2 separate regions of the Urocitellus parryii genome follow, and region 1 is linked to region 2. A link is a contact called in public Hi-C data. All regions are on one chromosome and are shown on one strand. The core of a region is the stretch at or near the end of the contact, and the rest is flanking DNA. Distances in the headings are between cores, read along the strand shown. Region 1 holds the start of Trnau1ap (tRNA selenocysteine 1 associated protein 1). Region 2 holds the start of Dnajc8 (DnaJ heat shock protein family (Hsp40) member C8).

What was found. A called contact is a pair of places that touch in the nucleus more often than the background predicts.
Region 1: a contact with region 2 is called in a Hi-C map of liver, with 6 times the contacts expected there. The contact joins the promoter of Trnau1ap here to the promoter of Dnajc8 in region 2. A contact is called at or near these places in 2 of 2 Hi-C or Micro-C datasets (liver and muscle).

The regions. Positions count from the first base shown.
Region 1 is chr11:17,046,216-17,050,646 of mUroPar1.hap1, forward strand. Trnau1ap (tRNA selenocysteine 1 associated protein 1) reads left to right here and starts at 1,662. Exons shown (of 8, transcript XM_026391712.2): 1 at 1,662-1,787; 2 at 2,258-2,355. The coding sequence starts at 1,761.
Region 2 is chr11:16,787,177-16,791,525 of mUroPar1.hap1, forward strand. Dnajc8 (DnaJ heat shock protein family (Hsp40) member C8) reads right to left here and starts at 1,970. Exons shown (of 9, transcript XM_077791246.1): 1 at 1,862-1,970. The coding sequence starts at 1,939.

The DNA of each region.
Region 1 (4,431 bases), core at 412-2,911, 260 kb after region 2:
AATCAAACCGTGTAATATGATGTATTAAGAACTATGTAATGTTTTGAACGACTAATAATAAAAAAAATAAAAATAATTAAAAAAAAGAAGTTTAAAAAAAATAAAATAAATAAATAAATAAAGGTCCCTGAAGCACAGGGGGTGAGCTTCATTGTGAGAGATGCCAATTTCCACCTAGAAGCTTCCTTTTCTCAATATTGAGGCCTGGGATACTTCCAGCCTAGGAGCTCTGGAAAATCAAACCATCAAGCTGAGCACAGTGAGGAATGCCTGAAATCCCAGCGGCTCAAGAGGCTGAGGCTGGAGGATCTCAAATTCAAAGCCAGCCTCAGCAACCCATCATTATTTACAACCATAATGCACCAATAAAAGTATGTGAAACAAAAATAATTCCAGTCTTAGCAATTTAGTGAGGTCCTAAGCAATTTAGTGAGACTCAAAAAAATTTTTTTAAAAAGGGTTGAGGGGCTGGGGATGTGGCTCAAGCGGTAGCGCGCTGGCCTGGCATGCGTGCGACCCGGGTTCGATCCTCAGCACCACATACCAACAAAGATGTTGTGTCCGCCGAGAACTAAAAAATAAATAAATATTTAAAAAAAAAATAAAAAATAAAAAGGGTTGAGGATATAGCTTAGTGCTTAAGTGCTTAATTATTATATTAATAATAATAATGTATTATTATTCCCTAGAATAATAATAATAATAAATTTAAAAATCAAACTATCAAGATTATCTGGTCGTCTAAACCATGTTTACTGAGGGCTTTCTCCAAGCAGGTCACTGTTCTGGGAGGAATTAGTCGCTGGCGTTTTAGAGTAGGGTGGTGGGCTTCAAGAAAGCAGGACACAGCTGGGGTTGTGTCTCAGTAGTAGAGCGTTCTCCAAGAACGTGCAAGGCCCTGGGTTCGATCCTCAGCACCACATAAAAATAATAAAATCAATGTATTGCGTCCAGCCAAACTAAAAAGTAAAATTTAGGGGCTGGGGGATGTGGCTCAAGCGGTAGCGCGCTCGCCTGGCATGCGTGCGGCCCGGGTTCGATCCTCAGCACCACATACCAACAAAGATGTTGTGTCCTCCGAGAACTAAAAAATAAATATTAAAAAAAAAAAAATAAAAAGTAAAACTTAGGAAAAAAAAAAGAAAGAAAGCAGAGGGACAAGACTTAGAGACTTGTTGAAAGGACAATTCAATCAGTCTCTAATTCGGGTGTGACTGAAGAATCCTAGTCGAGCTTCAACCAGAAACTCACGTTTCAAGGACTAGGAACCCTGGAGGGAGGATATAGCTGGAGCCCAGCAGCGGCCTGTGTAGGATCACACTTCTTGGAACCAAACTTAATGAAACCTGGCTCCCATAGAGGGTTCTTTCACTCTTTCAAACGCTTATATTTGCAATATTTTACAACAAGCACAGGTCAGTTTTTAAATTATATATGCACTTATACAGGTGTGTGGTCTTGTTTGTTTTTGTTTTTTTAACTACACAAAACCGAAAGCAAACTCGCACGGCTCGCTGGCGGCGCCGCCAGTTGGCCACCCGCCTCCTCAGCAGTCTCGCCAGAGCTCCGCCCGCTGCGGTCCGGAAGCTCGGCCTCCGCCGGGGTCGCGAGGAAAACCCGGAACGGAACAACGAGTCGAGCCGGAGCTGTGGCGCGTGCGCGAAAGGCGCAGCAGGCGCGAGCTCCTGGGCGGTCCCCGAGGCGCGGATTGGCGCCCGCGCGCGCCCCGGAGGCCCGCGAGGTGCCCGCCTGGGTGTGGGATGGCGGCCAGCCTGTGGATGGGAGACGTGAGTGAGGACGGCCGCCCCGGCTCCGAGAAGGAGGAATCTCGGTGTCCCGAGGGAGGAGGATATAGGGGGAGGGGACCTCGGATCCCGACATGGTGGAAGTGAACGCGAGGAGGGTTCCCTTTGGTGACACAGAACCGGGTCCCAGCGTCAGAGTGAAGCGTCTAAGTCCGGGGGGAGGGGGAGAGTGGTCCTGGGGCCCCTCCTGGGTACCTGGAAGGGAAAGGGAGGTTCTTTGGGGGAACAGAAGGGGCGGGACCCAAGGGTTGAAGCTTGGTTCTAGGCCTGCAGTGATGGGGCTCCTGACTCCTCGGGCAGGTTTGAAGTGAAGGAGTCAGGAGTTGAGACCTACGTCTGCAGAGGAGGGCCCCGTGCCCTGCATCAGTCTGCGGCTTGCAGGTAGGGGCCCTGTGCCCCGGGATGGGCAGCTGGACGCGGGCCTGAGCAGCGTCGCTCTTGTTTTTATGTAGCTGGAACCCTACATGGATGAGAACTTCATTTCTAGAGCCTTTGCCACCATGGGGGAGACCGTGATGAGCGTCAAAATTATCCGAAACCGCCTTACTGGGTACTTCTCTCTTCATCTTCCTAGTTCTGCAACTGTCATTCAGGGGAATGTAGACATCACAGAAAGGGCTCATCACCACCTCTGATAGTAGTTTACAATGTTATAAAAACTAACATTTGGGGGCTGGGAATGTGGCTCAGGCGGTAGCGCGCTCGCCTGGCATGCGTGCGGCCCGGGTTCGATCCTCAGCGCCACGTGCCAGCAAGGATGTTGTGTCCGCCGAGAACTAGGAAGTGGATATTGAAAATTCTCTCTCTCACTCTCTCTTTAAAAAAAAAAAAAAAAAAAAAAAAAAAAAAAAAAAAACAACTAACATTTGGGGGCATATTGAGTGGAAGTATAGCATATTGTTTAAGAACAGGATGCTGAAGCCAGAATGGGTTTGAAAACTATTTCTGCCATGTGACCTTGAATAAGTATTTGTTTACCTTGTCTCATTCACAAGGTAATGAAATTGAGTGTGAAATATGAGAGTAATATTAGAATTTACCTCATAGGTGAGGACTAAATTAGTTAATTGATATTTCGCATTTAGAACAATGTCTGGCTTATGGTATAAGCTCAGTAAGTATGGATGGATTATGACTTGCTACATAATAAAGATTTTCATTCATTATCTGTTTAAAATCACAAATACCTCTGAGCTGAATACTTTTATAAAAGAAGATCAATAATTGTGTTAAAGTGACATAGCTTTTTTTATTTGTGCAGGTAGTACTGGGAGTGGAACCCAGGGCCTCTGGTATGTTAGGCAAGCTCTCTACCACTGAGCTACACTCCGAGTCCCTAATGCAGCTATTAAATGACAGACTAGGGCTCAAATACAAGTCTGTCCTCAAAACTCTTGAGTGTCCCTTAACTCTTTTTTTCCCCTTTTTTCTTTTACTCTCTCTCTTTTTGTTGTTTTTATTATACTGAGAATTGAACTCAGGGTCTCATACATGCTAGGCAAGCACTGAGATACATCCCCAGCTCTTTTTTATTATATTTTGATAGAGGATCTTGCTAAATTGAAGAGATTGGCCTTGAATTTGCATTCTTCCTGCTGCAGCATTCTGAATACCTAGGATCACAAGCATGTGCCACCTTACCAGTTGTCTCTTAATTCTTATCCTAGTCATTAAAAATATACATTTAGCCAGGCACAGTAATCCCAGTGACTTTAGAGGCTGAAGCAAGAGGTTCACAAGTTCAAACCCAGCTTCAGCAACTTAGCACCCATGTATATATACATACACACACACACACACACACACACACACACACATATATTTATTTATTTATAGAGATACTACTATAGGGCTGGGGCTATAGTTCAGTTGATAGAGTGCCTGCCTCCTATGCACAAGGCCCTGGGTTCATTCTCCAGCACGGCCAAAAAGGAAACCAAAAAAATTTATTACCACAAGCTACAGTGGCACATGCCTATGATCCCAGTAACTGGGGAGGCTGAGGCAGGAGGATCAGAATTCAAGGCCCTCTGCAATTCAGCAAGATCCTGTCTCAAAATAAAAGGATTGGGGATATACCTCAGAGGTAGAACGTTCCTGGGTTCCATCCCCAGTACCACAAAACAAAAACATTACCCAAGGACACATTTTCTGACTGGGAGATCATGCTGGCCTGAACATTTCTGTTCCTGATTTTATAAACAGAAAATCCCAGATAATCAGCTACTGGTATGAAAGTTCATTCTGTAACACTTTCTGCTTTTTAAAAAAATTTCATAGATCCTCACATTTTAGCCTTTGTTTGCCATAAGATTTGAAACTATCTTTTCTTACCAGTAATTGCTAAACTTGTGGTACCTGTGGACACATTTTATTTATATCCTGCCTCACTTAACAAAGGCTTTGAAATGGCTTAGAAAAATACTGTATAATAAATAAATGTAAATTTTAAAAATGAAGACCAGAAAAAAATAAGGTAAAAATGTAACACCCTTGGGCTGGAGATGTGGCTCAGCGGTAGCGCGCTCGCCTGGCATGCGTGCGTCCCGGGTTCGATCCTCAGCACCACATACCAACAAAGATGTTGTGTCCGCCGAGAACTAAAAAATAAATATTAAAAAAATTC
Region 2 (4,349 bases), core at 720-3,219:
CAGCATTAATAACCCCAAGGGAAGGAGCAAATAACTCCTCCCACATATCTCTAACAGAATTAGCAAAAATCCCTGTCTAGAAGACAATGCCAAGGAGAACAAACACTAGGTAGTCCTGAGGAAACATCCTAGGTGCCACTGTCAGGGTTGGAATGCTGGCTAGAATGAATCTCTAGTATGTTTTATACCATCTATGGTCAAAACAAGGTTGGAAAGAATTTCAATAACATAAAAAAGCCATTCCTTCTCACCATCTTCTCTCTTCACTCTAAAACAGAAGGATCACTCCTATCATACTCTCTAATCCTCTTTCCCAGACTTATTTTCTTCACAATACTTATACTCATAATCCTTATTCCTACTTACATATTACACTGTATATGTCTATGGTCCTTCTCTACAGAATGCAAGCTTTATGAAGACAGGATCTTTTCCTGTAATTCACTACCATATTCCCAGAACCTAAACAGAACAGTAGTGCATGGCAAGTGCTCATTATATAGTGGTTAATGACTGAAGACTTTCCTTAGGCACTTTCTCCCATCCAATTCAAATAAACAAAGGTTGCTACTTTTTTAAATTAAGAGATGGTAAGTAAAACAAGTCCCAATATAATTGCTGAGTCATTAGAAGTCAATAAACTTTAGTATCAGGGCATGGACCTGTATATATTTACACTCAAGTGAAGTATTTCAAAAGGACAGATTAAAAAGGATGTGCTAATTCATGGTTTTAAATGTAATACTATGAAGAAGATACTATGTAACAAGTGCCGTTACAAATCCCAGAGTTAGCTGGGATGTAGCTCAGTGGTAGAGCTCTTGCCTAGCACACAAGGCCCTGGATTCGATTTCCAGTACCACAAGGAAAAAAAAAAAAAAAAACGTTTACAAATACCAGATATAAAAGATAAATGAGGCATGGTCCACAATTTTAACTAACTCACAACTATTTCCTCATATCCATACCCTCTTACAGAGATCCCATCTTCAGCTTTAATTTAATTCTGGGAAAGATTCTTGTACTTTATATTTTGTAAAACTCTTTCTTATATGTTAACTCCCTTAATTCTAATGAAAATTCTTGCTTTAATATTAATTTCCTTGTTTTATAGTCATGTAAACTGATGACTGTCAAGATTAAGGCCCTGAAAGAATTCAACCCAAATCAAGTTGCCTTGCAAAACTTCAACCTGCGGGCCTTTGAGTCCAAACGCTATGCTTTTCTTTCATATATTCATTCATTTACTCAACAAATACTTAGCAAGCATCTACTGTACCCTAGGCGCTGGAGATGCAATAGTAAATAAAGCTCGGACCAAGCATGCTCCCGTCCTGACACCAAGTTGTTACCTGCTTTAAGATCCCGAACAAATTACTTCACCTCCCTACACCTCAGGTTTGTTATCTGCAAAATGGGGGGGAGAATGTAATGCCTACCTGTCATGATGCAGTGCCTAGTGTTGGTGAACCACAGAAATAATCACTAATACAACTCACTACAGAGGAGTCATGGCTTCTGTTTAGAATAAGACAGCTAAGTCACCCCCACTAAGGGCCCAATCTCTGCCAGCCCAAGCCTCCAGGTCTTAGGGCACTGTGCCCGCGCTCAGGCACCTCGCTGGCCACACTTGTATTTTCCCTCCAAACGTCGGGCACCCATCACTCATACAATGCAAGGGGATTCCCCCAGCAGCTATAGCTGCCAGAGGCGCGCACACACCCCCAGACCCCGCTGCCCCAAAGGCCGGACAGGAGGAGCCGGCCAACGGTCCAAGCCAGGAGATCCACTGCCTCCGTCCACTGGGAAAAAAGGCCCGAGTGGGATCTCCAGGCTCCAGTATTCCTCATTCTGTGTTCACCTCACTGTAAAAGGTCATAAATGCTTCCTCTGTGCTGCCTCCGCCGGCCGAAGCCCCGCTCTCTCCTGAAGCCGCCATTTCCCCGGCCCAGCCACCACGTGACCCTTCCGCGCAGGCGCTGCCTCACGTGATTCTCACAAGCCCGCCTCTCTGGCCCCACCTCCCCCACCCAGTCGCGATCCTTAAAGGGCTCCAGCCCTTAAGTGCGCATTGTTGAATTGCGGTGAAACACACACAACATTCAGTTGGCTATTTTTAAGTGAGCATTTCCGTGGGTGATAGTACATTGACAGTGTTGTGCAATCACCACCTTTATCTACTTTCAAAATAATCACCTCAAAAGGAGATTTGGTATCCATTAAGCAGTTACTCTCCATTCCCCTCCTCCCCAGTTCTTGACTGCAACTGATGTGTTCTGTTTCCATGAATTTACCTATTCTGGATATTTCACATAGATGGGAATCCTACAATATGAGACTTCTCTGTATATGTTCCTTTCATTTAGCATAATATTTTCAAAGTTTATTCAAAGTCTGTTATGTATCAGAATTCCATTTATGGCTGCATCATATTCCACTATAGCATTTTTAGACCACAGTTTGTTTATCTGTTCACCAGTTCACGGACATTTGGATGTTCCCACCTTTTGACTCCTGTGAAATATTGCTGCTTTAAACAGGCATGTACACTATTTGACCACTTGTCTGTCTTTTTTTTTTGGGGGGGGGGAGGTTGGGGGATTGAATCCAGGGGTGTTCTACTGGTGAGCTTCACCCCCAGCCATCCCTTTCTAATTTTGAGAAATTTTGAGGCAGGGTCTTACTAAGTTGACCAGGCTGGCCTCTAATTTGTGATCCTCCTGCTCCAGCTTCCTGAGATTACAGACATGTACCACCACAGTAGGCTGTGTACTTATTTTCAATTAGGGGGTGGATATATACCTAGAAGGGGAATTGTTCAGTTATATAACTCTATATTTTTGTAGTGCTGGGGATTTTTTTTTATTTCTTGTGATGCTGGGGATTGAACCCAGGACCTGATACGTGAGGCAAGCACTCTACCAACTGAGTTATATCCCAGGGATTTAACCCATGGCTTCATGTATGCTAGGCAAGCACTCTACCACTGAGTCACATCGCAGCCTGATAATTTTGTATTTAATTTTTTGAGCCACCACTAAGAGTTTTTCCACAGCAGCTGGTCCATTTTACATTCCCACCAGCAATGTATGAGAGTTCCAATTTCTCCACATTCTCACCAACAGTTGTTATTTTCCTTTATTTATTCTATATTATGGCATCCCAGTGCCTAGATAGATCTCTTGCACAAGCTCAGCAAGATCTTCCATTGGACGTTCAGCCTAGGAGATGATCAAAAAGGAGCAGTATCACCAGGCACAGTGGCACATGCCTGTAATCCCAGCAGCTCCGGAGGCTAAGGCAGGAGGATCATAAGTTCAAAGCCAGCCTCAGCAACAGCGAACAATGGGCAACTCAGTGAGACCCTGTCTCTAAATAAAATACAAAATAGGGCTGGGGATGTGTCTCAGTGGTCAAGTGCTCCTGAGTTTAATTCCCTGTACCAAAAAAAAAAAAAAAAAAAAGCAGTATCTGAGAACTAGAGAGTTCTAAACTGGAATGACACACGACCCTCATCTAGAAACACACATAATTATTATTATAACTAGATAGTGGTCTCATAAGATGTTATTTCCACCAGGAGCAGTGGTATACACCTGTAATCCCAAGTTTCTGAGGAGACTGAGGCAGAAAGATTCCCAGGTTCATGGCCAGCTTAGGCAATTTAGCCAACTTGAGCAATGACCCTGTCTCAAAAAAAAAAAAAATTAATAATAAAAAAAAGGGCTGGGGATATAGCACAGAGGCAGGGTAAATGCCTTTCATGTGTGAGGCCCTGGCGCGCGCACACACACACACACACACACACACATTATTATTTCCAACCTTCCTTCTCTGCAGGTTTTCTTAAATTATCTGTAATATACACTTGAAAATATGCCCAGCAGCTATTTCCTCCCATTGAAGGCATATAAACCAGGGCTATCGTTTACCCAACCAAAAGATGGTCAATAAAAACCACTTCTATTTCATAGAACACAGGTTTTTTTTTTAATTTTTTTTTTTTAAGTTCTCGGCAGACACAACATCTTTCGTCTGTATGTGGTGCTGAGGATAGAACCCGGGCGGCACGCATGCCAGGCGAGCGCGCTACCGCTTGAGCCACATCCCCAGCCCTGAACACAGGTTTTTTCACAATAATGAATAAGATAGATAATCTGACCTGACACTTTCATTTTTCTCTTCTTCTAAAGGAAAAAGAAACTGGGCCCAGAGATAGAAAACGACATAGGCAAAGGCTGTGAACTTCATGAAGATAAAGACTCCTGTTGTCTTGTTGGAAGGAAAGTCAAGGCAAAGCCTTCTTTAGACTCATATTAATGTTCTTTTCTATTCTTCAACCACATTAC